Regions from separate parts of the Ovis aries genome. Here region 2 is linked to region 1. A link is a contact called in public Hi-C data. All regions are on one chromosome and are shown on one strand. The core of a region is the stretch at or near the end of the contact, and the rest is flanking DNA. Distances in the headings are between cores, read along the strand shown.

What was found. Hi-C and Micro-C count contacts between places; a contact is called where the count stands out from the background.
Region 2: a Hi-C map of muscle shows a contact between it and region 1, with 4 times the contacts expected there. The contact joins two enhancer-like sites. A contact is called at or near these places in 5 of 16 Hi-C or Micro-C datasets (hypothalamus, mesenteric adipose tissue, mixed tissues and 2 more).

What each region holds. Positions count from the first base shown.
Region 1 is chr7:63,618,819-63,622,602 of ARS-UI_Ramb_v3.0, reverse strand. No RefSeq gene overlaps it. Among named protein-coding and RNA genes, the nearest start is that of FERMT2, 97 kb to the left of the region's middle. Within about 2 kb of position 1,897, at least 7 of the 54 cell types and tissues checked have an H3K27ac peak or open chromatin away from gene starts, as enhancers often do.
Region 2 is chr7:63,723,026-63,726,809 of ARS-UI_Ramb_v3.0, reverse strand. No RefSeq gene overlaps it. Among named protein-coding and RNA genes, the nearest start is that of FERMT2, 7.2 kb to the right of the region's middle. Within about 2 kb of position 1,894, at least 4 of the 54 cell types and tissues checked have an H3K27ac peak or open chromatin away from gene starts, as enhancers often do.

The sequences.
Region 1 (3,784 bases), core at 648-3,147:
GGTCACTTCTGGTGGTCAGCCTTAAGAACTGAGGTGTGATTCCCCATGCGGTTTCCTCAGCTGAGGCCGGCAGCTCTGCTCCAGATGGCAAGGGTGCATCCCTGACTGAGAGCATATCAAACCCGGCTCGTGCCAACCCACCAAGCACATTTTGTGTGAGTGAGAAATAAACCTTTACAGTTTTAAATGATAAAAAAGCAGCAGTTGTGTGTTACTACAACATAACGTAGCCTGCGGGCTTCCCCAGTGGCTCAGACGGTAAAGAATCTGCCTGCAATGCAGGAGACCCACATTCCATCCCTGGGTGTTGAAAATCCCCTGGAGAAGGGAATGGCAACCCACTTCAGTATTCTTGCCTGGAGAATCCCATGGACAGAGGAACCTGGGAGGCTGCAGTCCATGGGATCACAAAGAATTGGACATGACTGAGCAACTAACACAATGTAGCCTGACCTGAATGACAGAAAAAAAGAGGATGTTTTTTGCAGTGGGATGATAGCTGCTTTATCTTCTTTCTTATCTTTTTTGTATTTCTAATTTTTAAATTAATTTTTAAAATCAATTTTGTTCTCTCCTACGAATGAGTGTGTTTTTTGTAATAAGGAAATAATCTAGAAAATTTTATTTTTAAGTTGATCTGATTCTTCCATTTGACTCTGGAACATAGAACTAAAAACTCCTAAGTCTCCCTGGATCCAGTTTAACAACAAATTGCTTGGCTGCACTGGGTGAAGATGGTGCATAGTGGGCAGAGGCCTGGAAGCTGTCAGGCCCCTGAAAATCATCGGCCCACCCTCTGATCCTGCTGGCCCAGAAGGGAAGTCCCTGGGCTTTGCAGAGCAATCCAGTGTCTATTACCTGCCAAGCACAAGTCTGAGAAGGGCCTCTTCCCTCTCAGATAAATGGTACCAGAGCCCCTATGCCCCTCGCTGCAGTGGAAAAAACAATTTACCACACAAGACAAAGCTGCTCTCCACCAGCCTCAACCCTCATCCTTGCTGGGATCAAGTTCCTCATTTCCCAACTATGACATTTGTGTCCTTAACCTGCCTTCAGCAAGAATCCCGTCAAGTCGGTTTAGTAAGTCTCCCCACCTTTGAAGTCTCTCTCCTCTCAGTAATTTCCCATCTAGCTCCCTCTGCTCTTTGGCTATAATCCCCAGTTGTCTATTGTATTTGGAGTTGAATTTCGGCTCTCTTCCCTGCTGCAACGCTCCAACTTACAACAGCCCTGGAAAAGCTTTCCTTACTGTTTAGACAAGTGTTATTCTTTCTTTAACACAAGAGTCATTCTTTCTTTAACACAACAGCAAGAATTTTGGAACTTAAAAATATTTTAGCATTTTAAAGGCAATAATCCCATGGAGCGGGGGAGAGTTCAAAGCTACTGGCAAAATAACCAATAATTTACCCAATCATCTAACTGTGTTCTGGTAATTAAAACCCAACCGTGGCTGAGCCCGTAGGTTCATAACTTTCTAAAATCAAGAAAATTAAAAAAAAAAAAAAATTTAATGCTCACATCCGAGGTCTCCCGAGAGAATGGAAAAGAAATTATTCATGGTGATTTAAAAAGCAGTGCCTGGGGCTTAAAATACTGTTGCAGGCCCTCGAATCCCTAGATCCATTTACTATGTCCACCAATCCACCTCTACCCACCTCCAGCACCTACCCTTGCTGCTCCTGTTGTGAACTGAAAATCAGTTACCCCCTTCCCCTCCCACTCTGTTGAATCCTCAGACCCAGCCCTTGGTTCCTCAGGGCCGTGGCACTGGGCAGAGTTGGCAGCCTCGTCTGGGAAACCGGAGGCGGCTGCTGACGCTAGAGGTAACGCGGGATGCTGGTGCAACACAAGCCTGCTGCTCAGCAGAGAAAACGCCCCAGACGTTGGCGTGTGTCTGTCTGCATGACTCACTGGAGGAGCTGTCTCTCTGGGAGGAAGTGGGGAGCCGCCTCTCAGAATTCCATTTAGGTACGTTAAGGGGTGGAATACCACTTGAAGAAGCTGGAAGCCAGAACTTATCCCAGGGCACACGACTGCTTATGCACCGAGCCAAATGGGTACAGACGCATTCCGTTCCAGGGAAGTGTGGGTGGCTCTCACAAACAGAAAATAACTACCTTTGCTTGCATCATACATAACCTTCTGGGTAGCACGCAAGGCAAAATGGCTTAGATATGCGTCTGGAAACCTTTGATTCATCATAGATGCTTTACCCTTAGTATGGGCGGATCTTTCTTAGCCCCAAGGCTATTCTGGTTTCCAGAGCAAGGGGTGTTGGCTAAATTTGATAACTGAGCCATTTGTCTTAATGAACTTGATTACTAACTTCCTGACCTTGGTTATAGGCCCCAAAATTAGTTGGTCTCTGAATGAGAATGGTATTCAGTTTTTTTAAATGGCCATCATTTTACTCATTAAGTTTTATAAACAAAACAAACAAAAAGTTTTCTTTTTCACTAAACTAATATCTACGGTGGGGGCGGATTTCTGGCTGATAATTAGCTGTTAATCACCTAAACGTGTACAACCCTCCCCAGTCTGCGTCATCATCCATCAAATTTTAATGTTTCTCCTGTTTTAAAAAAATCGTTACTTTCATTGGTCACAAGAATATATTTTTAAATAAATTCTCTATTTTAAAAAAATCTAAAAATTCAGAAATTTACTTGTGCTTCCATTCTATTTGCCAATGACATTTTTCTAAAGTATGACAAGAACTAGCTCTATACTCATCTGCAGCAAGAATCATGCCAAGACGGCGAGTCAGCCAAAGTGAGGAAATTACAGGACTTCCATTTTTGGACAAGAAGGTACCGTGACAGCAATTTTAACTACATGACATTGAATAAAAATGTATTTCAAAGCCAAGAGCTCTCCCAGTTATCTACATTACATCATGTGATTCTTTGTTCCCAATTAACTGTTTAATGTTGTCTGTCTTTCTATATCTAATGGGTTTTTCCCCATCAAATAATATTTTCAGATGAATAGTAATTTAATCAAATGTTCCCCTCTGTTTAAAAAAAAAAAAGAAAGAAAGAAAAAAGCTGGAGCTTGTTATGGGCTAAATCTAGCTTAATTGTATTAGTTTTTTTTTAAGTAAAATATATTAAATAAAGCTGAAGAGAACATATTTTGGAAAAGCCTATTCCCAGAGACTTCAATGTCTTCTCATTAATTTTTTTTTTTAACTCAGGCCCTTAGTTTTCTCTTATGAGTTAATTAACTGAAAACCAGATCTAGTTCTAATTCCCAAACCCAGCTCTAATTGAGAATAAGCTTTAGTCATAGGACCTCAGACACAAAGTCTGTCTTACCCACTGACTATGCCCAGGGCAGAGAAAACCTTGATTAGGAAAGTGTAATAGGGAGAGCAATGGGACATGAAGTGATTCAAGCAGGCATCCCTAGGGTATGTGTTTCATATTCAGAATTCTGTGTGATCCTAATGATGTTCTAGGAGGAAAACTGCATCCTAAATTCATTTATCTCTGACCCTGAGTTTTGCTAAAACTAGCACTAGCTAAGCAACCAATTTCCATGGAAGTTTTGCATTAAAATGGATGGTTCCTATGTCATACATGACAAAGAATTGCTGTGGAAATGTTCCAGATTAGAGAGTCATGATAACTTGATCCTACAGTAAAGAAAAAAAAAAAAATGCTTTAAGCTTTTGCACAGCAAAGGAAACCATAAAGAAAAAGAAAAGATAATCCATAGAATGGGAGAAAATATTTGCAAATAATGGAATAGGCAAGGGATTAGTCTCCAAAATATACAA
Region 2 (3,784 bases), core at 645-3,144, 100 kb before region 1:
ATGACTTAGCAACCAAGCACGCACGTGTAACTTACTGAAGAGTTAATGAGTAGGTTAAGCAAGGAAGACTTTTCTATTAAAAAGGAAGGAAGGGCCAGGAAAATATGGTGTGACAGGAAGCAAGGGAAATGTTGCAAGGAGAAAGTGATCGCCAATGTTAAGAACTGCCAATAAATCAAGACGAGGGTTAAAAATGCCTTTTGAGTTTAGTGACATGGAGGCAATTCTGACAACATGAGCCACTTCAGTGAAGTAAGGAGGCAGACACAAGAATGAGATGGGTTCAGTAGTAGAAGAGTAGTAAGGAAAGGAACACAAAATGTTCTCTGACTGGAGACAGTGAGCAGAGGACAGCCATTTAAGCCATCATTGTAAGGAGTTCCATTTTACTCTGAGCACAGTGGAAAGCTGTTGATGTTTCTAAGAGAAGAGTAAATCTTATGATTTACATATTTAGAGGATCATTCTAAGTACTCTGTATGAAATGGACTGGAGAGGGGAAGAGTGGAGAGACCACTTAGGAGGCTCTTAAGTAAATAACCCAACTGAGAAGCTGGTGGGCAGCCCCAGGATGGTGATGGTGAAGTTGTAGAGAGCTGGATGAATTCAGGATCTATTTTACAGATGGACTTAGCATGTTCTTAGTCACTGGAGTAGTGGTGGTGAAGGAATGTGGAAAACCCAGCTTTTAGGCTCAGCAAACAGATGAATGATGGTGCCATTTACTGAGATGGGAAACTCTGCAGCGGGAATAGATATTGAAGGAAAGTCAGTGTCAATTGCACACATGAGTGTGCAATATTTTTTATGCATGAATGTCTAAGTCTGGAGCTCCAAGGACAGATCTGGGCTAGAGACGTGGAATCATCAGCATAGAGACAACATTTTAAGTCTCAAAGCAGAAGAAGGTAGGTAAGAGAGAGAATGCATATAGAAAAGAAAAGAGGTCCCAGGTTGAATTTAGGGCTTGGCTAGAGGCTAAGGAGCCAGCAAGGGAGACTGAAAAAAGAAGACAGAAAGGTAGAACGAAAATAAGGAGATGGTGATTTCCAGAGTCCAAGAGGAGCAAGAAATCAGAAAGAGAGCAGACAGCATCTAATGCTGCTGAAAGTCTGAGTGAGAAGAAGATGGAAAAGGCACTGCATGTTTTGCAACAGAGAAGTCATGAGTGTCAGTGGAGAGGTGATCAGAGAGACTAATTTGAGGGTGAATTAAAAAGTAATTTAGACTCGAGGAAATAGATATGTTGCACATAAGTATCTCATATAAGTGGTTTTGTGTTCAAGGGGACCACAGCAGGATGGGTAGTGGAGGGATATATGTCATCAAGAAAGACCTTCTTCTTTCTTTAAATGAAAAATGGTAGAGGCATCCCAGGTGGCACAAGTGGTAAAGAACCCACCTACCAGTGCAGGAGACGCAAAAGACGGGTTCAATCCCTGGGTTGGGAAGATCCCCCAGAGTATGAAACGGCAGCCCACTCCAGTATTCTTGCCTGGAGAATGCTATGGATAGAGGAGCCTGGCATGCTACAGTCCATAAGGTCGAAGAGTCCGATAAGACTGAGCAACTAAGCACAAAGCACAGCATGGAGTTGGTCTACATGGTGATGGCAATGATTTGAAGCAAGCGGAGAATTAGAGGAAGCAGGAGAAACTGCTCATGCGGGAATAGTGTGGATATCTCCAAGAGCACAGTCCTAAAAAAGAAATGAGATCCCAAAATGAAGAGTTTATATTTTCACAGATGCATTTTTTTTCCATTTGCTCACTAATTTCATAATGAAATTTATGTTGAATTTTAATTCAACGGGGAGAAAATATTTGCAGTGACACCTCCCAGACACCAGGTGGTGATGTTCAGCTGTGGTCAATTCTCTGTCACCTGAGCACCTGTTTAGGAACAAGTGGATAAAAACAATTTTGTCCTTCCAAGTTGAACTGAGTTGGCCTCAGGGCAACTGGAATTGTGGGTGACTTTCTGGTTTGGCTCTTTTAGTGGAATTGCAACTCCTAGTTTGGGAAGAATAGAGGGTTTATGCATTTGAAGAGAGCATTGTGATACAAAGCACAAAGGGGAGGGATCCTTCCTCCAAATGGGGTTGGGAGTCAGCAATTTACCTGCCACTAAAAACAGGGCGGAACTGGCTAGAGAGTAAATAACACTGAAAATCAGGGAGGAGCCTAGTGTGTTCATTAACAGGGAAACACTTATCAAGTGGGAGTTTTTGCTGTGTTGCAGGAATTGACTGCAGAAGGCAGCTGTGGGGGTTGACCTCCTGACCTGTAGCCTTCCAGTGACTCACACGTGACAGCTATACTGTCCTCAGGCCAGCTGACCCCCTGCAGCATCTCTGGAGCAGGAAAGTTGGCATCTGTACTGCTACCACTGGTTTTCGCTTACAGGCCTCTGAATTTCTGTCCTTGTCGTACTGAAATAATCTCTTAATCACATCCTTCCTTTCTTACATCCTGGCCCCAATCTGACCTCCTGGGAGGGCGTCCATCCGAGTAGCACAATAACTCAGCCAGCCCCACCCTCTTCTTGACTAATATAGACATTATTTATTTAAATAAGTTTATGCACCAATTTGCTGTATCCTGCCATGCGTTTCCGCTCTTATAAGGTGGTTAGAACCTTCCAATAAACCAGTTCTATCCTTGCAAGTTTGTGAGTCTGTATTCTGTCTTGGCAAGGGCTGCTCCTATTCCCCCTGAAGCTTTGGTAATCCCAGATAATCCCAGAGGTAATTTGGTTTTGGTGTTAAGCAACCAGTTCCCTCTTATGTCTTCCATGGTCTTTATGAATGCTCAGGTCCCCTTTGTTTTGAAAAAGCATCTTTGCTCCTGTGGCACCTCCAAATTACCATCCTATTTCTTGCTTTCCTTTTATTGATAAACGTCCCTTTCTTTAACTGTCTGAACCCTGTCTTCAGTGGGTTAGCTGGAAAGTGATCTCTCCAAGGTGAGCAATGATTCTCACCAGACTCGTCTTCTTTTGGCAGTCTATTCTCCTGGACTTCTCGGCATCACTTGATACTGCTGACCACCTTTCCTTCTTGGAATGGCTTCTTTCTTTGTTTTGGTTGGCATGACACTGGACTAACTTGATTCTTTTCCCTACTCTGATCCTTTCTTCTCTGTTGCCTTAGACGTCTCTTCTTGCTTCCATCCTTGGAGAGCAGTTCCCCAAGGGTCAGTCTCATTGGGGAAGCTGAAACACTCATGAAGGCTTGCCTCAATGTTAATGATTTTTCTCTGTGTGATCTGATCATCTCACAAGATTACTAGGCTTGTTTATCTAATTGTCCTCCAAGCGTTTCCACTGGGATATACAGTTCTCACCTCAAGTTCAATATTTCCTTAAAAAAAAAAAAAGCTTCACATTTCCCTTGGTCCCTGAAATCAGCTCCTCCCAATTTTTCTTTTCCAGTTCAGTAACTCCACTGTTTTTTCTGATCACCCAATGGTAAAAACTTTGATGGTAAAATGGTAAAAAGCATTTATGATCTTCTATTTTCAAACCTGTTTTAAACCCTTTTGTTCCAAGTACCAACCATGTGATTTAGAACAAATTAGACAACCAGATAATCAGTTTGGCTATCAGTTAACTCACATTAAATAAGGATAATAATAAAAACTCAAGGTTATTGTGAGGTACATGTAAAGTGTCCTGCACAGCACTTAGAACATCAAAAATGCACAAAAACTTTGGACACATTGAATTCTCTCCATCTCTCACCCCCTATTACTTACCTTACCAGCCAAAGACTTTCCCTTGCATG